Linked DNA regions of Ovis aries: region 1 is linked to region 2. A link is a contact called in public Hi-C data. All regions are on one chromosome and are shown on one strand. Each heading gives the region's core, a stretch centred on a gene start, on an enhancer-like site or on the middle of the called end of the contact. The rest is flanking DNA. Distances are from core to core; before and after follow the strand shown.

Region 1 (7,318 bases), core at 1,207-3,706, 140 kb before region 2:
CCATTCCACCAACATCTACCTATTCAAGTCTATCTCATTATACTCCATCCCTAAATCTTTTGCAGTCTACACGAGGAAAAAAGTAAAGATTTCAGCCTCTATTCACTGCACTGTCCAATACAGGAGGCACCAGGCACAAGTGTCTACGGAGCACTTCAAATACATCTAGTCCAAACTTAGGTGTTGATATGTGTAAGATGCACACCAACTTTCAAAGACTTAGCCATAAAAAAAGAATGCAAATTATCTCATTAAGTTTTTTTATACTTATTACCTGCTGAAATGACAAGTTTGGAAATACTGGATTAAATAAATTATTTAATCTCCTTCACCAATTTCTTTTTATCTTTTTACAATGTGACTACAAAGTAACTTCAAGTTATGCATGTGAGTCACATTGTTACTACTGGATGGCACCACTCCTGCCTGTGAACAAGTGATTTTTAATATTATCAGGAGATAAGATGATCTGACTAAGAACACCTTGTCTTGAATCACACTGCCTGTTTTTAAATCTTTCCCACCTGTCTAGGACTGACCAAGTTAGTATCTCCATGCCTGGATGTCCTCAAATTTAAAATGGTGTTAACTACCTTTCTCATAGGACTCAAGACAGACTAAAAGAGAAACGCTAAGTATATACATCAGTTAGCGTTACTATTCTTTATTAACAGAGAAGGAAAAGAGCACTCCAATCACAGGCAAACTTGCTCCTCTGTTTTGTTTTTTAATATTTAAGAATGTAGAGCACTTTGTCGTTTTTGTTGAGTTAGTAAAAAATACTGCAGGAGATGAGATGGATGGCTAAGGTACAGGCTGAAGGAAATTCAAGAGTTCTCAACCTGTTTATTTTGGATAGCTCCTTGTCTCCTTTAAATACAAAAGTGAACTTATAATGGAGGTATTCTCCCAAAGAATACACACGTGTGGCCTGTAAATACATATAACTTATGGCACAGCATTTGTGTGTGTGAAGAAGTCATCATAACCAAATAAACATCATGGTCGTTGTCTTGACAACCTTTATTATAGAACCTTTTTAAAGTCTATAACAAAAAAATCTTACCCATATTTTTCAATGTTCTGTTTGCAAAGTACAGGTAAAGATATTGATTAAACACACTAGACTATTATTACGCTTACTTTTCCCTAATAAAGAATCTAAAGCTGGAGAAAACAGGCAACTCTTCAATAAAAGCTATTTCTTCTGTTGATTAAATTTTTATCTGAAAAAAAAAAAAAAACCACCCACAAACTTCAGGACTTTTCCAACCCTACAAATCTAGATAACTGCCATTAACTCGATTAAATTATTATAACTACAACTTGTCCTTATTTCCTCATCCATCAGACCAAATAAAAGGCTGTTCCAAGTTTCACTACTTTTATAATATCTTTTATTTGCTTGAGAGGTAAAGTAAAATTCTGGATACCTAGAGAAATATTTTCAAAAGAAAAAAGTAAAGTAAACGTTAAGTCTTGAAAGGGATACGCCTCACTGCTAAAGAATATAATACTTAAGGCAACTTTGAAAACCCAGTTTAACTCCCAGCGGAAGACGATTCGTCTTCTTTACTAAGACCTCATTGGTCTAACAGCGAGCATCTTCTTAGCCTGACCTCCTTGCAACTTCCTAATTCCCTCCCTACGGCCCTTGAGAACAGGCTCAATGCCCTTCTCTGCGGCTCACATTTAATTACCCAGCAGTCTGGTTTGTCCGGGAAGTGCCCGAAAAACTGGACGTCAGAACCACGCTGCTGTCTTGACCATCTCTTTTACGGAACCTCCTCCTGCGGCCACTAAAGACACCGCGGGGCCCCAGCCCGACGCCACTATCCCGGCTCCAAGATGTAAACACCGCCCTTCTCTTCCCCGCCCGCCCCCAACTTCCCTCTCCCGGCCCCGGCTTTGCAGGAGCTCAGTGCAAAGGGGAGAGCACATACCCTCGGAAGTGAGGCGAGAAAAGGGCTTAAGCAACTCCGCGAAGCTAAGGTGATTGAGACGAGTAAGCCGCTCGGCTTCGTCGCTACACAGCGCGGCCACACAGGGGACGAAGGAGTCCGGGATGAGCTCCTGCACTGATTGTACACACTGGGCCATCACCGCGGCAGAGGCAGCGGCGGCGTCCGCCCTCCGGCCCACTCTCGGAGGCTGATCCTGCGGCTGCAGCAGCTACCGCCGCCGCCCGCCGGCCTGGCCCGGCCGGGCGGGGCCGGGCGCTGAAGCCTTGAGACCAATAGAACGAACAGACGCTGCCGCCTTGGCTCCCGGAGCACCCGCCACCGACCCCTCCCAGTCACCGCCGCTCCTCAACGCTCGCCCCGGCGTCCTCGCATTCCACCCTGATAGGTGGAGACGCCGGCAGTCGCCAGTTAGTCCTCTCGACGGCAAAGCCTTGGTCACTGCCGGACTGGAACCGCCATATTGAGGCCGAACCCTGACCCACCGGCGTACTTATCCCGGCAGCCCCCGCGTTCGCCCCTCACGTGACAGTGTTAAAGTCGATAGGGGCGGGAGAAGAGAGCCTGGAAGAGGGAAGGAGGCTAGTCGGCTGGCTGATGCCGGAAGTGTGATAGGCGGACCTCCTGTTGGGCGGGTCTGGGGCGGGGCTACGAGCGTGGTGGGCGGAGCCAGGCCGGTAGGCACGCGATGTTCGGCCTGGTTCTCTCAGCGCGTAAAAGACCAGAGAGGTGTGATGAGGGAGTAGATAGGATGACGCTCGTGGTCGGTGCTGTCACAGTGGGGAGGTGCCCATTCGCCTTCCACGCCGACTTGGTCCTCCCTGGAAACGGTGGACAAACCTTGTGTGGCTGTTCTCACAGCTTCCGGCCAGCTCGCCCCGCCCTTCCCACGCTTCTGGTGGAATGACTAGGGGCAGGTCTCCGTAGAGAGCTAGCTGCCTGCCGGATTCTTGGAGGTTTGTCTGGAGCCGGTTTAAACCGCCCACGTACCGTTTGAACACAACCATGCTTTTAGAAAGGGCTGCTACGAAGGTGGACTCAACCAGCGGGCATAAATTTGTGCCGTTGTGGCACGTAAATATGTGGCAGTTAACCAGTGTAAGAGAAACTCCTGCATTTTCGTTGGTCTCAGGGAAAGCCTTGGCCCCCGACCTTTTCATCATCCTCGGGCGCTTCCTTTTCACACTCTGCTGGAAAAATTACTTCCTAGGAATGAAGGTGTGGGAAGCCAGTAATCATGTACCGAATGAAGACCTGAATTGGCTTCTTCTCTTCCTAGCTTTCATTTCTATAGATTTTTCTTCTAAACGTGTAGAAGTGAATGAAAGGAATTTTACTAAAATATTCAACTGATTGGACTTATTCTGAATTGTATGTCAAAAATACAAGACAGAAAACTGCAACTCCGTATCATGGCTTTATGGTCCATGGTTTAAAGGAGGCTTCTCCAAGCAAGGGGGCTTCCCTGATGGCTTAGTGGGTAAAGGAATCCACCTGCAATGCAGGAGACACAGGAGATGGCTTGGACAGAGGATACAGTCCATGGGGTCGCAAAGAGTCAGACATGACCGAGCGACTAAGCATATTCCCCAAACAAGAGTATCTCAAACTGTCGGATTGTTTGGCACCCTGAAGTTTCCACCATGGTAAGAATTCATGACAGGTAAGTATGCCTTTCTCCTATAAATTGAAAAATGGGAAGTAGGAAAGGGCAATAGGAACTTAATGACATGGCAACTTAGCCACAGATCAGTCTAGAAACTATAACACATGCAAGTTGGGGATCTGGAAATTCATTTCCTTAGAACCATCTGTGCCTGAGAACCTCTTGGAAAGTCTTTTATCCCTTGGAGTATACTCCCTTTTGAATACCTTTGATATGTCCCTTACGCTTTATAATGTGAGAATCTTATGTAACTGCGGGTGACTCAAGTTATACATTTTTTGTAACAGGGCACCTCAGTGCAAGCATGCTACTTTAGTTCTCAACTCAGAAGTTAAAAAGGCAACTTGTTTTTTACATTGGAGGTAAACTAACTGTATTAGTCTCAGGGAGAAGGACTCTCAAGTGTAATTTACTCTAAATGGATATTTGGAGATAGACTTCACATATCATAAAATTCACTCCTATAAAGTGTACAGTTCAGTGGTTTTTACTGTATTCAGAAAGTTGCACAATCATTACTGGTAATCCTGGAACACTTTCATCACCCCCCAAAGAAGCTTATTGCCCACTATCAGTCACTCTGCACCCCAACACCCCTCTAAAGTGAAGTCGCTCAGTCGTGTGCAACTCTTTGCAACCCTGTGGACTGTAGCCCGCCAGGCACTTCCAGCCATGGGATTTTTCCAGGCAAGCATACTGGAGTGTGTTGCCATTTCCTTCTACAGGAGATCTTCCCAACCCAGGAATTGAACCTGGTTGAATTCCAGAGATGGGGGAGCCTGGTGGGCTGCCATCTATGGGGTCGCACAGAGTCGGACATGACTGAAGCAACTTAGCAGCAGCAGCAGCTCCCACATTGCAGGCTGACTGCTTACCGTCTGAGCTACCAGAGAAGTCCCTAGAGCACCCCTCTAGCCCCTGGAAATCTCTCGTCTATTTTATGTCTCTATGGATTTACCTATTCTGAACATTTCACATAAATTGAATCATACAATACATGGCCTTCGGTGTCTGACTTCTTTCACTTGGAGTAATGTTCAAGGCTCATCCATATTGTAGCATGAATCAGTATGTCATTCCTCTTTATATCTAAGCATAAATGGATTGTTAGCTTATGCATTGAATTTACTATCTAACACCACATGCACAGTTTCCAGTGAGTGACTGCACTGTTAGTATCTATTTCCTAGTCTATCCTAAACTACCTCACATGTTCATCTTCTAAGGTATTTTCTTTCCGTATAGATTAAAGCTGAGTCACTGCCATATTTGCATTTCAGCCTACAGGAATGGGGAAAAGAGAATGGAAAAGTAAATGACTAATGATTTCAGATCAAATTTAAAAATGGCATCCAGCAATTTCACTCTTATATCACTGGCTCTAGTGTCTCCAAAGGAGACTAGAAAGTGTAGGCCTGAGAGTTCTGTTGCTAAATGAAGAGAATGAAAGTGGGATGACAGGGCAAGTTTCTCCTCCCCACTTGATTAGGAATGAGGTACCCCGCAAGATGTATTTGCCTGAATTCTAAGATATGACACTTCTCTGATTTCTCTGACTCCCCTGGACATTGACCCTTTTTACATCACTTGTCCTCTGAACCATTTACTTTCTGCAGAACCCTCAAGGCCAGGAGGATAAGATCTATCACTAAAAGAGAGGAAGCTTGCTGGGCCAAATGATTATAACACAAACAACTAAGGATCTCTTTTCCAAGTACTGAAGATGAGACCCAACTTCTTAGACTCCCAAAATCAAAGAATCCCATAAAACATATGCTATGCCAGTAGGCATATATTTTGAAATACTGTGTTATCAAATGCCCATGAATTCTTTTGTATGTAAAATAGTGGCCAGTCTCTTCTGATATCTGCTGTGATCAAAAACGTCCATGGACACTGAAATCAGAGAGGCCTGGACTCAAACGTATCTCCACCACTTGTGCATAAAAGTCGTATCACCATTGTCCATCACCATACATCAAGCAAGCATGACGCTTTATGTATACTGACTACTACTTCTGCTTCTTACACAAACCTGAGAAGCACATGTGTAGCCAGTTACCAGATATGGCACCTGAAGCACAGAGAAGTTAATTAGCTTGTCCCAGGATAACACTGGTGCAGAACCAGCTCGGTTCTTAACCGTAGAGACTTGATCACTAGGATAAATTGCTTTTCCACGTGTTTCCTTACTTTGAGAGCACCTACAGAAATTCTAACTTGCAATAGCTTGCAATACAGTTTTAGCAATAAATCTGTGGCTTAACAAGTTATGCATCTTTTGAGCCTCACATTCTTCACCTGTGAGCTTATGAAGTTGGAACTAGATGCTTTCTTGTATTCATTCCAATGTGAAGATCTTTTCACTGTTATTAAATTTCACTGTGTTAACAGTAGATGGTGCTATTGAGTATTGGCTTCAAAAGCCAATTAAAAAACTGGTTCTAATTAGCCACTAAAACAACAATTCCTGAGTACAATACAGGATCTTACATGGGAGATAATTGGAGGTCCAGGGATGCTGAGAAAAGTGGTGCTTTAAAAGTTTCCTAGGCTTATGTAGAGTCTAAAAAAAATGAATGTATATACAAAACAAAAACAGACAGACATAGAAACCAAACTTATGGCTATGAGAGTGGGGAGAAGGAGGGACATATTAGGAGTACAGCACTAACAGATACCAACTATGTAAAACAAATAAGCAACAAGGATTTACTATATACATAAGTTATACCCAATATCTTGTAATAACTTATAAAGAAATATAATCTACAAAATTCAATCACTATGTTGTATACCTGAAACTAACACAGTATTAAAGATACTTTACTTTTTTAAAAAGTTTCTTAAAGAATTTTATGCTAGGATACTTTCAAACACTAAAAAAGAAAGGTTTAAATATATAATCCACATATTGGCCCACACTTGTTATCTTATTTACTGTACTGGATATTTTAAGTAGGCTTATTATCATTAAAATTCTGACTAAAACAGATGACATCCATTTCCTGGTTATTTTAATGATGAATCATAGCCACAATATTGCTCATAATTCTATTTTATACTTATTATAGGTATTTAAGCCCCATATAAATCCTCCTCTAATTTAATCTGCAACAAGTTAAAAATCTTTTATACATATTTTCTCCTTTAGGCTTCTAAGATAAGGAATACTGTTAGTACCTGGTATTAAATCATGTGTAAATACTTCCAAAAACAACTGGATTTGGATAAGAAAAATATAGATGGGGAAAGCAGTGGGTGGGAATGTTGAAGATCTAACTCCAAACAATTCTATAAACATTAATCCTCAAGATTTAGGCTAAAAATAATTTGCATGCTATGTTGTAGATTGGTTGCATAGACCCATGACTTTCCATTTAGGAAAAATCACAATATCATTTTAAATGTGAAGAAACTATCTTAGAGATATAATTTCCCCAAGGTCATATGCTTAGTTAACCACAGAGCTGGAAAAAGCTTCCCAATTTCCTGACTTTCAGTCTCAAACGTTTCATTATACTTCCGTAGTTTATAAATTAACGAAAAGATTTTTACTTACTTGCCCTTCCTTATTTCAGAAATTATTTAATGTAACATATATTGTTTTCATACATCTTTATAAGTTCTTTTAATTTCAACACATTACAGTGATTTTACATAAAAATAAAAGGAATAGTTACAGCTGCTA
Region 2 (6,430 bases), core at 1,374-3,873:
CTACTGTTTTTGCTATTTATGAAAGGAAGAAAATAATGCCAAACACTGTAGATTGGTGGTGGAGGGAATTCGCTGTTTACTGGACAAATAACTCAGTATTATTCTAGGAATTGTTGTTTAAAGATGTACATTAAGACCCATTTCAAGTCTGTACAAATCCAATCATTCATCTTCTGCATCATAGTCACTGTTAATGAAAAATTTAATATTGATACTTTGGAAAATATCATTTTTTTGTTCTATCATTTTGATAGACAACCAAGAGTATAAACAAATTGAGAGCAAAGTTCATGATACCTCTAACTTCCCCAGTGGTCCAGTGGCTAAGACTGGACCACCTGGACTCATTGCAAGGAGGTGAAGTTTGATCCCTGATCAGTGGATTACCATGCCTTCCTCTAGGGGATCTTCCTGACCCAGGGATCCAACGCATGTCTTTTATGTCTCCTGCACTGGGAGGCAAGTTCTTTACCACTAGCATCACCTGGGAAGCTCCAGGGAACTAGATCCCCCATGCCCAGATGATACCACTCTTATGGCAGGAAGTGAAGAAGAACTAAAGAACCTCTTGATAACCATGCTGACAAAGGTCCATATAGTCATGGCTATGGTCTTCCAGCAGTCATTTACGGTTTTGAGAGCTAGTCTGTAAAGAAGGCAGAGTGCTGAGAATTGTTGGTTTTAAACTGTGGTGCTGGAGAAGACTCTTGAGAGTTCCTTGGACAGCAAGGAGATCAAACCAGTCAACCCTGAATATTCATTGGAAGGACTCATGCTGAAACTGAAGCTCCAGTACTTTGGTCATCTGACGCAAACACCGGACTCATTGGAAAAGACACTGATGCTGGAAAAGACTGAAGGCAGGAGACAAGGGTGTCAGAGGATGAGATTTCTGGATGGTGTCATGAATGCAGCGGACATGAACTTGGGCAAATTCCGGGAGATGGTGAGGCACAGGGAGGCCTGGCTTGCTCGGTGCAGTCCATGGGGCTGTGAAGAGTTGGATACAACTGGGCAACTGAACAACATGCCCAGATGAAGATCCAAAACCTCAAGTGCCACAACTAAGACCCAGGACAAATGAATATTTTTAAAAAGTTGATGACACCTGCATGACGTTTATCACAGTGCCAAGAACAATGTAGACAATAAATGACAGAATTGAATTAAGTCCGGCTCCTAGTTGATTCATCCATAGTGGAACGCTTTAACAAAGCATGGTAATGAAACTTTTTCCTCAAGTGAATTGAGGATGCTTTATGATGTTCTATATTTCTTTAGCTCTGTTCACATAATTGTGACCTCATCTTATTCACTTATCAATTGTGTGGCTATATCTTGGAATTAAGGACTCATTAAAAAAACATTTAGTTGATTACGGTAAAATGCCTAGATCCATGCTTCTACCTCATTTTTCTTCGAAGCTATCAAACAACAGAACAATGGTGTTGGTGGAAAACTGTATTTGTGACTGTAACTCACTGTGTTAAGGTCTGAAGATGAGGTCTAAAGCCTCTTAAGGAGGCTTATCTATAATTTTTTTTCACCAAAGGATTAAAATCTCATAACGGATTATTACAGAACACACCTTGGCAAGATCAAAACATTCTGACAAGGACCAAATCTTTAACACTATTAGGCAAGGCAATTTTTTTTTTAATGGAAAAATTCCTGAAAACACCAGTATATTTGATAGGAGTTCTGAGAGATGGGATCCTTGCTGGAGGGAGGCTGAGGGGTACAGGTGAGCACCCAGCTGGTGATGTCACAACCTGCTGTGGGCTACAAGCGCCCGTTGCTATGGAGGCAGCGTTACCGCCTCTCCTCCATCCCAGGCTCGCCGCTCGCTCGGGCAGAGCGATGACCCGGGAGAGCAGCTGGAGAGGGCGGCGGTATCCCGGTGCACCATGAGCCTCAGGATCGGCCCCGTTTCGGGTCGATGTGCACCACGTATTCCGCCCGTCTCTCCCCTCCCGGCCTTGGCTGCGAAGGCGGCAAAGGCTGGACAAGAAGCCCAACTACGGCGCCGGGATTCTCTACGAACTTTAGCCGAGGAAGCGTGTTCACCAGCCTCGGGGCTCTGGGGCTCCTAAGTGAGAGTCTACGCAAGCTGAGTGCGGGGGGCGGGGCGTGAGGCGGGTACAGGGCGGGGTCGGGCGGGGTGGGGCGCGGAGCCGAGGTACTGGGTAGGTTGCCGCCCGGAGACCGACTGCCTAGCGGGTGGGAGAGGGGTTTCGGGGAGCGAGTGGGAGAAAGGAGCCTAAAAGCCGGGGAAAAGCGAGGCTAGAAGGGCAGCAGAGGGCTGAGGGCGGGGTCGCGGAGCCCTGCGGAGCCAGGTAAGGGTGTGGCCCTGGGCGGGGGAAGGGCTAGGAACGCCCTTCCCAGGTGAGAGGGGAGGCGCCTGGCTCGAGCGGAAGCGACCGTGAAGCCAATCGTCGGGCTCTCGGCCACCGCCTCCCGCTAGGCGCCGCCTTCCCGTCCTGCCCCTGTGGGAGCAGCGCCCCAGGGCACGACCCTCGCCCGGCGCGTGCTGCCGTAGCGTCTCCGCGCTCGGCCCCGCCCCTCCCGGGCCCCGCCCCCCAGGGCCCCTCCTGCTTCCTGGCGCGAGCGGCTTCCTGACGCGATTCCCCGCCCCCTTCGGGTTCGCGCAGGGAGTAGGGCCCCTGGCCGCCACCGCCACCTCGGCCGCTGCCGCCGCCATCGCCTTCATCCTTCGTGCCCACCATGGCCGAGGAGCTCTCAGCGGCCACGTCGTACACCGAAGATGATTTCTACTGCCCCGTCTGTCAGGAGGTGCTCAAGACGCCCGTGCGGACTGCGGCCTGTCAGCACGTGTGAGTAGACGCCCCCTCCCCCGCGCGGAGCCGGGTGGTGGTTTAGGCCCCGCACCCCGCCCTGGGCCCTGGGACGCGGCCTGGTGGGAGCCGAGCCCGCCGCGGCCTCCCCTCTCCTCAGCTCGGCGCTGAGGGCCCATTCCCGGTCAGTCGGAGGCCGGGCCGCCCTGCCGCCGAACTCGCGGCCCGCTCACTGCGCCCGGCCCCCCCTCGTCGTCGCGCCCCCGGGGCAGTGCCCAGGCCAGTCCCCATGGCGTCCTCTCTCCTCGGGGCCGCTGCTCTCTGCTGAGGGTCCGGGAGGAGCTGCAGAGAACATGGAGCCTTTTTTGTTTCCTAGCAACCCGAGTGAAGGCTGGGGTGTCGAGTGTCAAAACCGGCCTGAGGTGCCCGCTCGCCGCGCTCCGCGACCCCACCCCCCACCCCGGCTCTCAGGTCTCCCTTTTCCTTTCAGGACCTTGGCCGCCCATCGTTTCCAGATTTAGAGCTCTTGTCTAACTTAACCTTTCAGTCCCGCTTCACAGACCACCCTTGAGAGTGTTTTAATCGGTTCAAAATTCAATGCAGATTGGAATGCTCTAGGATGGATTGGCTTCCCTCATGTGTTAGAACTGACAGGATTTCCGGGTATTGAAGTGATAGTTTCCCTTTGTTTTACCATTCTGCTCATTACTTGATTGCTACAACGATGGAAGTGAGAAAGATGGCTCTTGTGAGGAATGAACTGAAATGAAGGCTGTAACCGTAGGGAGGGCGAGGGGTTGGTTGAGGTGGCTTGGTGCTGTTCGATTTGGCATATTTAAAGGAAGCACTTCGATAATTAATAGAGGCTACTAGGGTGTTAATAAGAATTAGAAGGAGCTCTTCTTGTAAAGGTATATAGCACTTCTGACAAACCTGACTGCCTATCGGGGTCTCTGGGGGAACATTTTAAATAAACACATCAATTCCTAGGCTCCATTCCAAACTTACAAAAGAATTTCTGGCAGGTGAGGCTTGGAAATCTCGTTTTGAAAAAAATACACCCAGTCTTGAAAGTTCTGTGTGCTTGCAAATTGCTGAAAGGAATCGAACCATTTTCTGAATCGATTTTTCTTTCCGTTGGGTTCTATAATTTTGTGAATAATTGGTTGTTGAATTTGAGGTTAGTCTTAAATTTCCTTACAGCTGTTTCTTGGTACCCACTCTTCGCACTCCGATTCCAAATCTGTTGTCTTCCTTACTCCTCTTCTGTAGTGCTTGTATGAGCCCAAGAATATGTGACTTTTCTTAATAGAAGTTACACCAGTTACAGTTTTTCCGCTTATAGGAGATGAATGACAGTCTTTATTCCTTTATTATTTGGTGCAACAAATGCAGGTAGTTAAAAGAATATCTTGAGATGTTTAGGGCACAGTGTATGCCTTTTGGCTTTTAATCTACAAGTGTTTATTTTAACTTGGTTCCTTGCATGCGCTTGGGCTGGCAGTGGATAGAAGAAAAGGAGGGAAGGAAGGCAAAGTAAGGAAGTATAGGTCTTTTTTGGACAGAATCATTTCTAGTACTCATTGGGTCATTGACCTCCTGGAGCTCATGGTAATCTCTAATTCCCCTCAAAATTCCATGCAGTTTGCTCTGGTTCACTTCCCTTGTGAGACATTTTGTTAAATCAGACTGTAGTTTGGCTTGACCTCAAGGCTCTGGAAATGAGTGTGGAGATGATTTGTTGAGGGTTTTTCTCAAATCATCTTCTTTGGGCTGGGATGTGGAAATAAAATAGGGACTAGATTTTGGTAAGAGAAATGGACACGTTCTACTCACCCTCCATCCCCTCCTTTACCCACACCGTCCTCCGTCAAACACATACACAGTTGCTCTAAGGTTCTGACTAAACAATAAATTAAGGTGGAAGGAGAAAACATTTTCTTTGGAAAGGGTGATGATGGTAGAGCAGGGTATTATTAGAAGGAGTTTAGTGGGGAAATAAAATCATATTGTAAAAACCTAGTTTAGAATGTCATTTGTTCTTCCCCTTTCACAGAGAGCAAACCTGGGCCTCAAACAAATTTATATTTAGCTACAAAAGAAATTTTTTGTCCATGAGTAGTGAGAGATACAGGGAAGGCAACAGCACCCCACTCCAGTACTCTTGCCTGGAAAATCCCATGGATGGAGGAGCCTGGTAGGCTGCAGTCCATGGGGTCGCTAGGAGTTGGACACGTCTGAGCGACTTCACTTTTGCTTTTCACTTTCATGCACTGGTTAAGGAAATGGCAACCCACTCCAGTGTTCTTGCCTGGAGAATCCCAGGGACGGGGGAGCCTGGTGGGTTGCCGTCTCTGTCTGGGGTCGCACAGAGTTGGACACAACTGAGGTGACTTAGCAGTAGCAGTGAGAGATGAGGTGATGAGAGCTTTGGGCCCCTATGCCGTTTCAACGGCAGTGAAGGATTTGCCCATTCTGGTAAAAGGAGCAGATTCATTATCACTGGAATAACCTTACCAAAAAAATACATTCCCATTTAATCCTCATTCATTCCCTGGTGGCTCAGATGGTAAAGAATCCGCCTGAAATGCAGGAGATCGGGGTTCCATCCCTGGGTTGGGAAGATTCCCTGGAGAAGGGAATGGCTACCCACTCCAGTATTCTTGCCTGGTGAATTCCATGAACAGAGGAGCCTGGCAAGCTACAGTCCATGGGGTCTCAAAAGAGTCAGACATGACTGAGTGACTAATGCAAGAGTAACATTGCTTCAGACAGCTCTTGTTGGATGCCTTCTTGGTGTCAGGTACAGAGAATACAAAGTGCTCTTTCTCTGGAGAATGTTCACAGTTTAGTGGAGAAGATCTGTATCTGAATATGATTGGTATGGAAGAAATTGAGGAAAATTTATGTGAGCTTTGAAAGCAGGTAGCTAAGTAGAGGAGAGAGTTCCTGGATGAAGTAATAGTTCAGGTCAGAGTTGGTATTCAAGGTTTGTTGGGGAATACCCTGATTAGGTGTACAGCACGGGGAGGGGTTATCAGGGATGACTGTTCCCAGGTTATAAAGTTTGGCTGGAGCCAAAGATGAGAGTAGTGAGATGGAGCTTAGAGATGTTGGCAGGAATTTACTGTGTAAGCCAATTTGAACTTCTTGCTGAAAGCCATGAAGATCTACTGAACAATTTTGTCAGGGGAGCAGTATGGTCACATTTAAATTTTAGAATACTTATAGTTACTAACCTGGTCTAGCCTGGTACTGGTGGAATTAGTGAAGAGATCATTCATTGCTCTGTCAGAGAGAAATGATTAGAACTTGAACCAAGGTAACAGTAGAGGGACTGGAGAGAAAAGTTTCCTGACATTTTAAGGAGACTGTGTAAGATGATGATTGCCCAGTAGTTAAGTGTATGTACAAAGATCTAGAATACATGGAACTAAAGCTATGAGTATGGATGAAGCCACTGGAGGAGGTATATAAATTGAAAGATAACAGAGATTGAGATGGAACAAAGTTCCGGAGAACATATGTTTAAATGTAGAGTTGAGAAAAGTGCAGCCTGAGAAGGATTAGACAGAATAGAAAGAAAATGAGGATAGAGTGTGACAAGCAGCCAAGAAGAATTTTAAGGAAAAGGT

The links. Hi-C and Micro-C count contacts between places; a contact is called where the count stands out from the background.
Region 1: a contact with region 2 is called in a Hi-C map of muscle, with 3 times the contacts expected there. The contact joins the promoter of TRAPPC8 here to the promoter of RNF138 in region 2. A contact is called at or near these places in 3 of 16 Hi-C or Micro-C datasets (blood, muscle and omental adipose tissue).

What each region holds. Positions count from the first base shown.
Region 1 is chr23:25,587,626-25,594,943 of ARS-UI_Ramb_v3.0, reverse strand. TRAPPC8 (trafficking protein particle complex subunit 8) reads right to left here and starts at 2,456. Exons shown (of 29, transcript XM_012103424.4): 1 at 1,944-2,456. The coding sequence starts at 2,100. RNF125 (ring finger protein 125) reads left to right here and starts at 2,614. Exons shown (of 7, transcript XM_060405383.1): 1 at 2,614-3,607. The coding sequence starts at 3,605.
Region 2 is chr23:25,449,894-25,456,323 of ARS-UI_Ramb_v3.0, reverse strand. It overlaps RNF138 (ring finger protein 138), which reads left to right and starts at 2,623. Exons shown (of 7, transcript XM_027960746.2): 1 at 2,623-2,834. The coding sequence starts at 2,725.